2 separate regions of the Mus musculus genome follow, and region 1 is linked to region 2. A link is a contact called in public Hi-C data. All regions are on one chromosome and are shown on one strand. The core of a region is the stretch at or near the end of the contact, and the rest is flanking DNA. Distances in the headings are between cores, read along the strand shown.

Region 1 (4,361 bases), core at 622-3,121, 200 kb before region 2:
TTTCATGTGTTGGACCTGGACCCAGCGGAGATCTACAGCCCCTGCTCTTCATTTGAGGACCTTGTGTGGATCTTTACACAAGGCAGAGCCAGGAAGGGGTCTCAGGTGGCGTTAGAGTTGGGTACCTCTGCAGGCTTCTTTACTCTTCTAGCTGGACAGTTCACATCCAGCTCCTGGGACCATGTTTCAATATATCAATTCAGCTTCCTAAAATAAAGAGTTTTAAAAAGCCATTATTCACCTGTGCTAGGGCTCAGAGGAAGAGGTCTGGTATTTCCAGCAGGTTTCCCAGGCTCATAGAAATCAACTCTGCTCCTCTGGTCAGTGGTAGGGATTCAGTGTCATGGTGAAGTAGTTTGGCTCCTACTAGTCTCATAAACAATGTGATCAAAGACAGGTAAGGAAGTAATTGTATTCTAAGATAATTGTAAGAGAAAGCAACATAAAAAGACTCAAAAAACTCAACTGGCACAGAGCATGAAACTAGCCGAGCTCTCCACATTACTGACTGCTAGCTTCTGATCACTCGGTCAACACCGAGATCCACAACTATCTAGAGATATCTAGAGAACATGACTATATTGGCTCACAGTTTTAGAGTGTTCCATTGATGATCAGTTAGCCTTATATTTTGGAAAACGCAGTGTGTCATGAGAGTGACTGAGACAAACCACTCATCCCATACCTGGGAAGCCAGAGGCAGAAAGAACCAAGGGACAAACGTCCTCTAACCCACTTCAGGGATGCATGCCATTGACGGAAGCTTCCTACTAGCCTCGCATCCTGCTTCACACCACCGCCCTGACACAGCACACTAGACCATGTCAAACATAAACCACAGCAAATTATCTCCATTACTGTACTTTCTCGGATATTCTTCATGAATCAGTTAGAGGCAGCACCTACCTGGCTCAAGGTACAAGAAAAGGAAAGTTAGCATTCAATCTTTACATTGAATATTAAATGTTAGATCCACTTTTACATTTTATTTGTTTATTTTTGTTTATGTGTTTGTGTATCTACCTATATGAAGAGGTTAGAAGGACCTGTGGTTTGAACTCAGGTCCTTGGCCTTGGCAGCAAGGACCTTTTCCATCCAGGCCATCTCAGGTTCAACTCCTTGGTGGCTGTCTACTTTCCTTCAGAAAAAAAAAGGTTTTTAGTTATATGTATACTAATATTATAATATTTGCAATATTAACACATGTTGATTATGTAAAATAGTGCATTCCATCTTAATACTTTCATATATATATATATATATATATATATATAGTGCTTTTTAACCACACCCACTTCCTTTGTCCTCCTTGGCTCCTCTCATTGGTTCCTTTCCTCTTCCCAATTACTATCCTTTACTTTCTTGTCTGATTTTTTTTCTATTTTTCTTCACCAATTTATTTATTCATTCATTCATTCACTTTACAGCCTGATCACAGACATTTCGCTACTCTCGTCCCAGTTCCACTCTCACACACCCTCCTCCATTCCCCATCCTCTTTTCCTCAGATAAGAGGAGGCCTTCCACGGCTACCAGCCTACCCTCTTACATCTCAGCAAGACTGAGTGCACCCTCTCCCATTGAAGCCAGACAAGGAAGCCCAGCTGTGGGAAAGCAATCTAAAGGCAGGCAACAGAGTCAGAGAGAGTTCCTGCTCCAATTGTTAAGGGACCCATATGAAGAGCAAGCTATGCATCTGCTACTTCTGACAGGATGTCTAGATCCCGCCCACGCATGCTCTTTGGTTGGTGGTTTAGTCTCTGTGCGCCTCATAGGCACAGATTAGTTTCCTCTGTAGGTCATCCTGTGGTATCCTTGATCCTTCCAGCTCCCCCTCAGTGCTTCCCACAGCTCTTCCACAGGACTTCCTGAGCTCCACCTATGTTTTGGCTATGGGTCTTTGCATCTGCTTCCATCAGTCGCTGGATGGAGCGTCTCAGAATACAGTTATGGTAGCCTCTTGTCTGCAAGCATAGCAGAATATCATGAAAGTGTCGGGCTTGGCTGTCTCCCATGGGGTGGGTCTTGTTTGATTTTTTTTCTTTAAAAGTCTAAATTCTGCATATGAGAGAAAATATGTAAGATATGTTCTTACATGAATTTAGCTATTTTATGTAATATGATCTCAATTTTCACTCAATTATTTTCTCTGCAAATTAAATAGTTTCATTCTTTTTCATGGCTAAATAATAACACCCATTGTGTACATAAGCCATACTTCAGTCATTCATTCATCATCAGATATCAAGGCTGTTGCATAAATTGGCTATAGTGACTAGTGCTACAATAAGCTTGCATATTTGGGCATGTATACAGATTTTGTTTCTTTATATGTACGTTCTGGAGTGATGTAACAAGGTCATAGTCTAGTTCTCTTCTTAGTTTTTTTTGAGGCTTTTGCCATACTAATTCCCATTGTGAACTGACTACTTTATGATTTAGTCAATAATGCTCCTTACCATTTTTGTTTTCTTGATGATAGCCATCAGACAAGGGTGAAATAGAATCCCAAGGTAGCATCCCAGACTTCTCAAGGTTGCTTGTCTCCTGGCAGACAGACCCGAGGTCTCAACCTTGGTCAGAGAGGTTTTGTTTTTTTTTTTTTTTTTTTCCCTGTACTGTAAGCAATCATGGAGAGATGAGTTGCTATTCACAGCACTGAGAATAAGGGACCAAGAGCTCAGCCCTAAACAAAACCTCATCTCCAGCAAGTTCAGGGAACATTAGAAGGAGAGGAGGAAGAAAGAATGTCAGATCTGGAAGACAGGAGAAATGATGATGTTTTCCGGATGTGATATGGCTATTGAACTTATTAACTCTCAGCAGTCAAAATCTTGGCATACATAGAGTAGATGATCTCAAGGTCCCACTTCATATGAGGAGCTATTGGTAGTGATAGTTCCTAGCAAATAATCATTCTGTATTGATATTATGGCCCTAATAGTTTTCCCATGCTCCACAGAATGGCCCCACCCATACACATAAAGGCAGGACTAACTGGACGTAGTAGGCTATCCAAAGGGGGTAGGGGAGCCATGAATGGGAATAATGGAAGAAATGATATTTTATTGTACACATCTATTAAATTCTCAAAAATAAAGAAGAGAATGAACGAGACTTAGAGTAGGATTAATTTGCATCTTCCTGATGACTAAATATCTTGATGTTTCCCCCACACATTTAGCAACTGCTTATGGTTGTTGCTGCTGCTGCTGCTGTTGTTTTCATATGTGTGTGTTATTTTTCAAATGGATAATCAATTTGCCCATTTGCAAGTTGGATTATTTGTTCTTTTGCTAGTTGTATTCTTTATATATTCTGAATATCAATTCCTTGCAAGTCAATAGCCTGGAAATATTTTTATTCTGTTCTTTAGTTTATCTGTTTATTCTTGTAATTGTTTCATACTGTGCAGAGGTTTTAAAATGCCACACCACCCTCACAATAGGCTTTAGCTACTATTCTCTGAGATACAAAAATCCTTTGCAATTATTATTGCTGCAGGCATTAATTTGGCTTCAAGGTTTATTTACTTTTCTTGTATATTATGTACATTGAACATTGTGATAAAATACATGGAAAAGAACTTAAAGAGTGACTTATGTCAGCTTATAACATGAGATCATTTAGTAGGTGTAGGGAGTGACTGATTGCACTGTGTCAACTTCTTCCTTGAATTTCTTTTTATTCAATTCAGGTCCCTAGCCTATAGGATGTTACTATCACATTCAGGATAGGTCTATCTTCTTCTCTCACTTATATGTCCCTAGGAACACCCTTTAAGATGTGCCCAGATGTACAACTTCAAGGTGATTCCAGGCCCAGTCAAATTGACAATGAAAATGGAAAGGAAAAGGCAGTATTGTTTTCCTCTAGGATTCTGAGCCCATGTAGTAGACAGCTGTAGGATTAAATAGCTGATGTGCCACCATTGCTGGTATTCAATATTGGTCTTTGATTTTAGGAAGCATCAGTATCATAGTTTCTGTGGAGGATTTTTTACTCTTTAAAACCTTATGAAACATGTTCATTTTTATAGTCTCTAAATTTCCCTTTATTTCCTTTAATTTGTTTCTAGAATAGTCCACAGGGAGCCCAGAATTTTTCTCTTGCACCCCACCTTGTCCTTTGTTTGGTTTTTACTTTAGATATGTTCTGAACTGAATAAACCCCCCTGGCTTACTGTTATCTACTTTATTTCTTGATGAACTTAGTTATTTCAATCTTCAAGTCATCTTGACAGCTTCACCATCTCTTGGTGTTGCAAGGTCTTCTAATTTATAGTCAGGCTTCATTAAATGCATTTTCTCTTCCCCTGCCTCAGTGAATAATTCTAACTCTCCTGCAATGCCTATTTTGA
Region 2 (4,634 bases), core at 2,100-4,599:
ATCTTGAATGATTATTGCTAAATTCCCTCTCAACAGCTTGGCTTAACATTCATTTTGGAAATTCAATCAACAACTTTTCCTACCTCATTTATTTCTTCAGATCCAAAATCATTTTGATTTTCTTCATTAGTAAATATATTTCATTAAATACCTGTTCCCAAATAGTCAGCTAAACTAATTTTTCTGTAGGGTTCAGTGCAATTAGCACAAGTTCTGTGCATTTCTTCTAAGGACCCATGTGTGGTGTAAGCCCAGCCCCATATTAAACTGTCTCAAGTCTTATTTAAACTGAGGTTTTTTTTTTTTCAATTTAGTCTTGTTATAAACTCTGTAATTTTTATTTTGGGGAAGGCTTCATGAAGGTGAAGAATGTATTCAACATTGAATGGCAAATTAGAATTGAGACACAGCTGTGACTTTGATGTTGCATCTTCTTTCTCAGCAACTTTTGACTTAATTTTATTATCTATACACCCATGCACACCCATACATACACAGGCATGCACATGCGTGCATGCAAAGGCAAGAGGATGATGTTTAGCGTCTTACCTCCATTCATTGCTTTCCATTCTATTCTCTGAGATTTGGTCATTCAATTTGGGGTTCAACAATTGGCTAAAATACTGGCCAATGAGCTTCATAGATCCACCTGGCTCTGTGTCTCCAAAATTAGATTACAAACTCAGGCCATTTGGTCTGGCTTTTATGTGGATTCGAAGAACCTGAAAGTGGGTCCTCATGATTGCTACCACAGCCAACACTTCCTTCACTCATCCATCTTCCCGGTGACCTCAGTGTCTTTTTAAAGCTCCATAGTACCTCACCTATAGAATTTATATTTTATATTAGACTTTATTCCTGTGCCTAAACAACTATCTCATTATAGGTGTTGTGAAGATAAAAATTAAAAAGGAGTCAGTTTAACAAACTTTAAAATGGGTTTCCATTCTATAAGAAATATATCTTTTTACAAATTTTATAGGAAATAAGTTTCAGTAATAGGCTACTGAGACCACTGGGGAGTACAGAATATGACTCCTAGAATACTCATTTTGGATAAGTGGAAAAGACTCATAGATATGTTGCTTTATACCTCATACTCCTAGAAAGAAAATCACAAGACTTAATCATGATAACACATAGAAAGTGGCAACAATGGAGTTTAAGGGACAGGAGAATATAGCATAGGTGCAGACCACCACAGATACCGAGATTTTTACAATTTTTTTAATGTTTATTCAGTTTCCATGGAAAGATAGGATGGAGAGTGTCCCTGCTCTCTCTCTATATGAGAAGAGGTGGTAGAAAAAGTCTTGTGGGTAGAATATAGAGATACTAGTCAGTTTTCTGGACCAGAAGGAAGAGCTAACACCACAAGCTCGTCTCTTGATGTTCCCACCAGAGTTTACTGCTTTTCTGCCATTGCTCTACTACTGACACCATTCTCATACCCTGGTCTCTCCCCTCTGTGCCAACTTTGCTCTAGTTCTGAAACTATTAATTATATCTGTTAACTTAAAAGAATTTGAGGTAGTATTCTGAGAGCCTTTGTGTTTTCCAAGCAAAACACTGTAAAATTACACATAAACAAGAATTATTGTGTCAGAAAACCTCATCCAAAACAAATCACTCTATGCTACCATTTTTTGGCAGAACCCTAGTGTGAGCCATCTATCTTATTCATATTTGAGGCCCAAACATTTTTGTTACCTCATGTTTCTTTCTTCCCTCCTGATTTCCTGACATTTCCAGTTCCTGCCAAATAGTTTTTGATTAGGTTGCATAGGTTCCTATCTGTATGTGATGGTGCTTTCATTCATGGTTTATGTTGAGGATAGAAGGGAAAGAATGGAAGATTGACAGAATATTTGGTGATAATGATTTTGCAGCTAAAATTGACCTCAGAGTAACTGGTTAAAAGTTGAAAATCAAGTAATGTACTACTAACTTGTCTTTAGAGAGCTATAATTCCTTATAACAACTGAGGGAAATATGGAAGAGAGTCTGAAGACCTCGAAGTCATACTCAGTAATGACTATGGTTTCATAGTGTCTTTCTTAGTTCACAGGAGAATAACAGTACATTTTGTGAGTAAACTGGACATTGATTATTTCATTTAGTTGTCATAGTAATGCTATAAAGCAGATATTATATTCTTATTTCATAAGTACTACAATTCTATGAAGTAGATATTGTATGCCTGTGTTATAAAGACCAAGCCTCATTTAATTTGGAGTAAATGCCTACCTGTGCCATAAATGTTAAGTATCAATGTAAGAACAGTTTCCAGCTCTGTCTGTCTGTCTGTCTGTCTCCAAGGTTTAAGCTTATTACCACATTCAGATTACTTTAAAACTTTATTGTAACTCATTTTAAAAAAATGGGTTTATATCACTTTCTTCTCTTTTCAATAAAACTATAGGAGACTTGTTCAGTGGATACTTTAAATATGCATAAAAGGATCTCAAATTACTATAAAGAATTTTTGACAGAACAGTCAACCTCCAGATATCCTTCTATTCCTAAGTCTGTGATCTCAAAGTAATTTTACTTCCCAGATAAGCATTCTAGCCAGAAGTGGCAAATGCATGAGCAATCTGCTATCATGATGAGCTTGGGGGTTCAGAGGGTCTCACAATTAGTGACAGATACGTGGCAGAATGACGTCATTTCCAACAGAGAATCCATTGAGCTCCTGCTTCATGGATTCTGTCTACCATTCCATGGATCCATCTCAGTGATGAGAGTTGAAAGGGAATTTTAAGTTATATTATCGATATGGCATTGCTTATGCAACTTATTTCTGTTTTCATCAAAGTAACTACTTGTGTGTTGTGTATTATTGGGAGTGAAGAAAGAGAGAAATACAACCAAGATTTTGGAACTCAGTAAAACCACATGGTGCAATCCAATGTTAGCATTAAATCCTGTAAAATGAGAATGATATTTATAGCTTTTTAGTAGTTATAATTACTGAGATATTATAACTCATAGGGTCAAAGTTTCATGAAGTCACTGTGAGTAACTTTGGTCATTTCCCTAACTACCATACTGGTGGAGTTCATGCCAATCTAATTGGAAATTATTACTATTGGAAGTCACTAAGTTTCAGGGAATGTTGACAGCCTGAGTTAAATACTATGCTCATTGTTTGCAGCTTGCTCTCACCACTGACAGTTTGAAGGGAGTACCCAGAAATACTTTAGTAGTGACACAGCCTGTAAGGACATTGGATTTAATTGAATAAGATGGAAGAAGAGGTAGTTACTTTCACTAGAAAGATAATTCTATTTCTGTTGCTTTCAGGAGAATGGATATGAGTAATACATTGTGTGGTTAGGCTATGGGCTACGAGAGCTTCCGAGAAGAAGATGAGGTTAAGCAAGTATCCTGAGTCACCCTAAACTGAGTAGACTCAGAGCTAGAAAGTTTCTTCCTGTCAGCTTTCCTACTTTAAAGGCATTAATGTTATTAAGGTTAGACATATGCAAGAGTATCAACTCGTGTGTTTTAAAAAGCCCTGTACTGAATGAGGTAGTTTTGTATACTACCAAATTCAATTTAGATTAACAGTATTTTTCCTACTTTTTTTCACTTGAAAAATGAAATATAATTGTACATCTCTATTAATATTTTTGTTTCAGGAAATACTGAAATAATAAATAAATTCTTTTTATTTTCTATTTTACCTTTCTTCTTCAAAATGCAGGTAACCCTGTTTAATGTGAAAAGTTTCTTAACTCATGAATTCTACATCTTATGCCACGAATTCTAGTATATTGTAGGCTAGATATCATAAAAATAATAACCTTTGGTTATATTTTAGCAAATAATTTGCTTTTGCTTATTTACATTAACATTGTTGGTTGAAAAGTATGATATATTATCATAAATGATCATTTGAGTTCATGAACCCAGTGATACTAGAATCTAGAAGGAAGGGAGGACAGTCTTAAGAGGAAGTAGGCTTAAGGCAAATCTTGTAAATTAATTCAATCTGGAATCTTGGACTCTGTTCCCTGAGTCTAAGTTGATTAGACACTGTAAAAATCAATTGGTCAAACATAATAATGGATGTGTACAAATTGGCCTCAATTTGACTATGTATTTCTTCTGTAACATTTCAGTCTCTTAAGTATTGCATTGTGTCTTAATAATACAGTTTGTTTCTTTCAGTAGTACTGAGGATCAACCTCAGGTTATTATGTGTTCTAGGCAAGGACTGTATCACTAAAATATATACTCATCCCTTTTACGATTTTAGTGAGGCTTTGTTGTTCTTACCCTATAGCCCAGGCAGTCTTCAATTTGTTACAAGCCAATGTCATTAGGCACAGCATATAATCCTACTGTTTAGAGTTTAAAGGGCTACAGACTGAGGAAAACTGAGAGAGAGAGAGAGAGAGAGAGAGAGAGAGAGAGAGAGAGAGAGAGAGAGAGAGAGAATATGAGCTAATGTCCAGAGCTGATATTTTGTAATCCTCAATTTAACTTTAGTCTTAGAATTCCAAGCTAATATAAACTATCCTTTGAGTGCTGCAACTTAGAAATAGGGAAAGATGCTGCACTGTGGTGGCACATGCCTTTAATCCCGGCACTCAGAAGGTGAGGTAGGTGAATCTCTGAATTCAAGG

The links. A called contact is a pair of places that touch in the nucleus more often than the background predicts.
Region 1: a contact with region 2 is called in a Hi-C map of the C2C12 cell line, with 4 times the contacts expected there. The contact joins two enhancer-like sites. A contact is called at or near these places in 1 of 15 datasets of contacts at CTCF or cohesin (the NIH/3T3 cell line) and 2 of 484 Hi-C or Micro-C datasets (the C2C12 cell line and muscle stem cells).

Annotation. Positions count from the first base shown.
Region 1 is chr12:10,531,696-10,536,056 of GRCm38.p6, reverse strand. No RefSeq gene overlaps it. Among named protein-coding and RNA genes, the nearest start is that of Gm38407, 87 kb to the right of the region's middle. Within about 2 kb of position 1,871, at least 3 of the 459 cell types and tissues checked have an H3K27ac peak or open chromatin away from gene starts, as enhancers often do. A contact at or near this core is called in the C2C12 cell line, where this site is marked.
Region 2 is chr12:10,328,291-10,332,924 of GRCm38.p6, reverse strand. No RefSeq gene overlaps it. Among named protein-coding and RNA genes, the nearest start is that of Nt5c1b, 39 kb to the left of the region's middle. Within about 2 kb of position 3,349, at least 32 of the 459 cell types and tissues checked have an H3K27ac peak or open chromatin away from gene starts, as enhancers often do. A contact at or near this core is called in the C2C12 cell line, where this site is marked.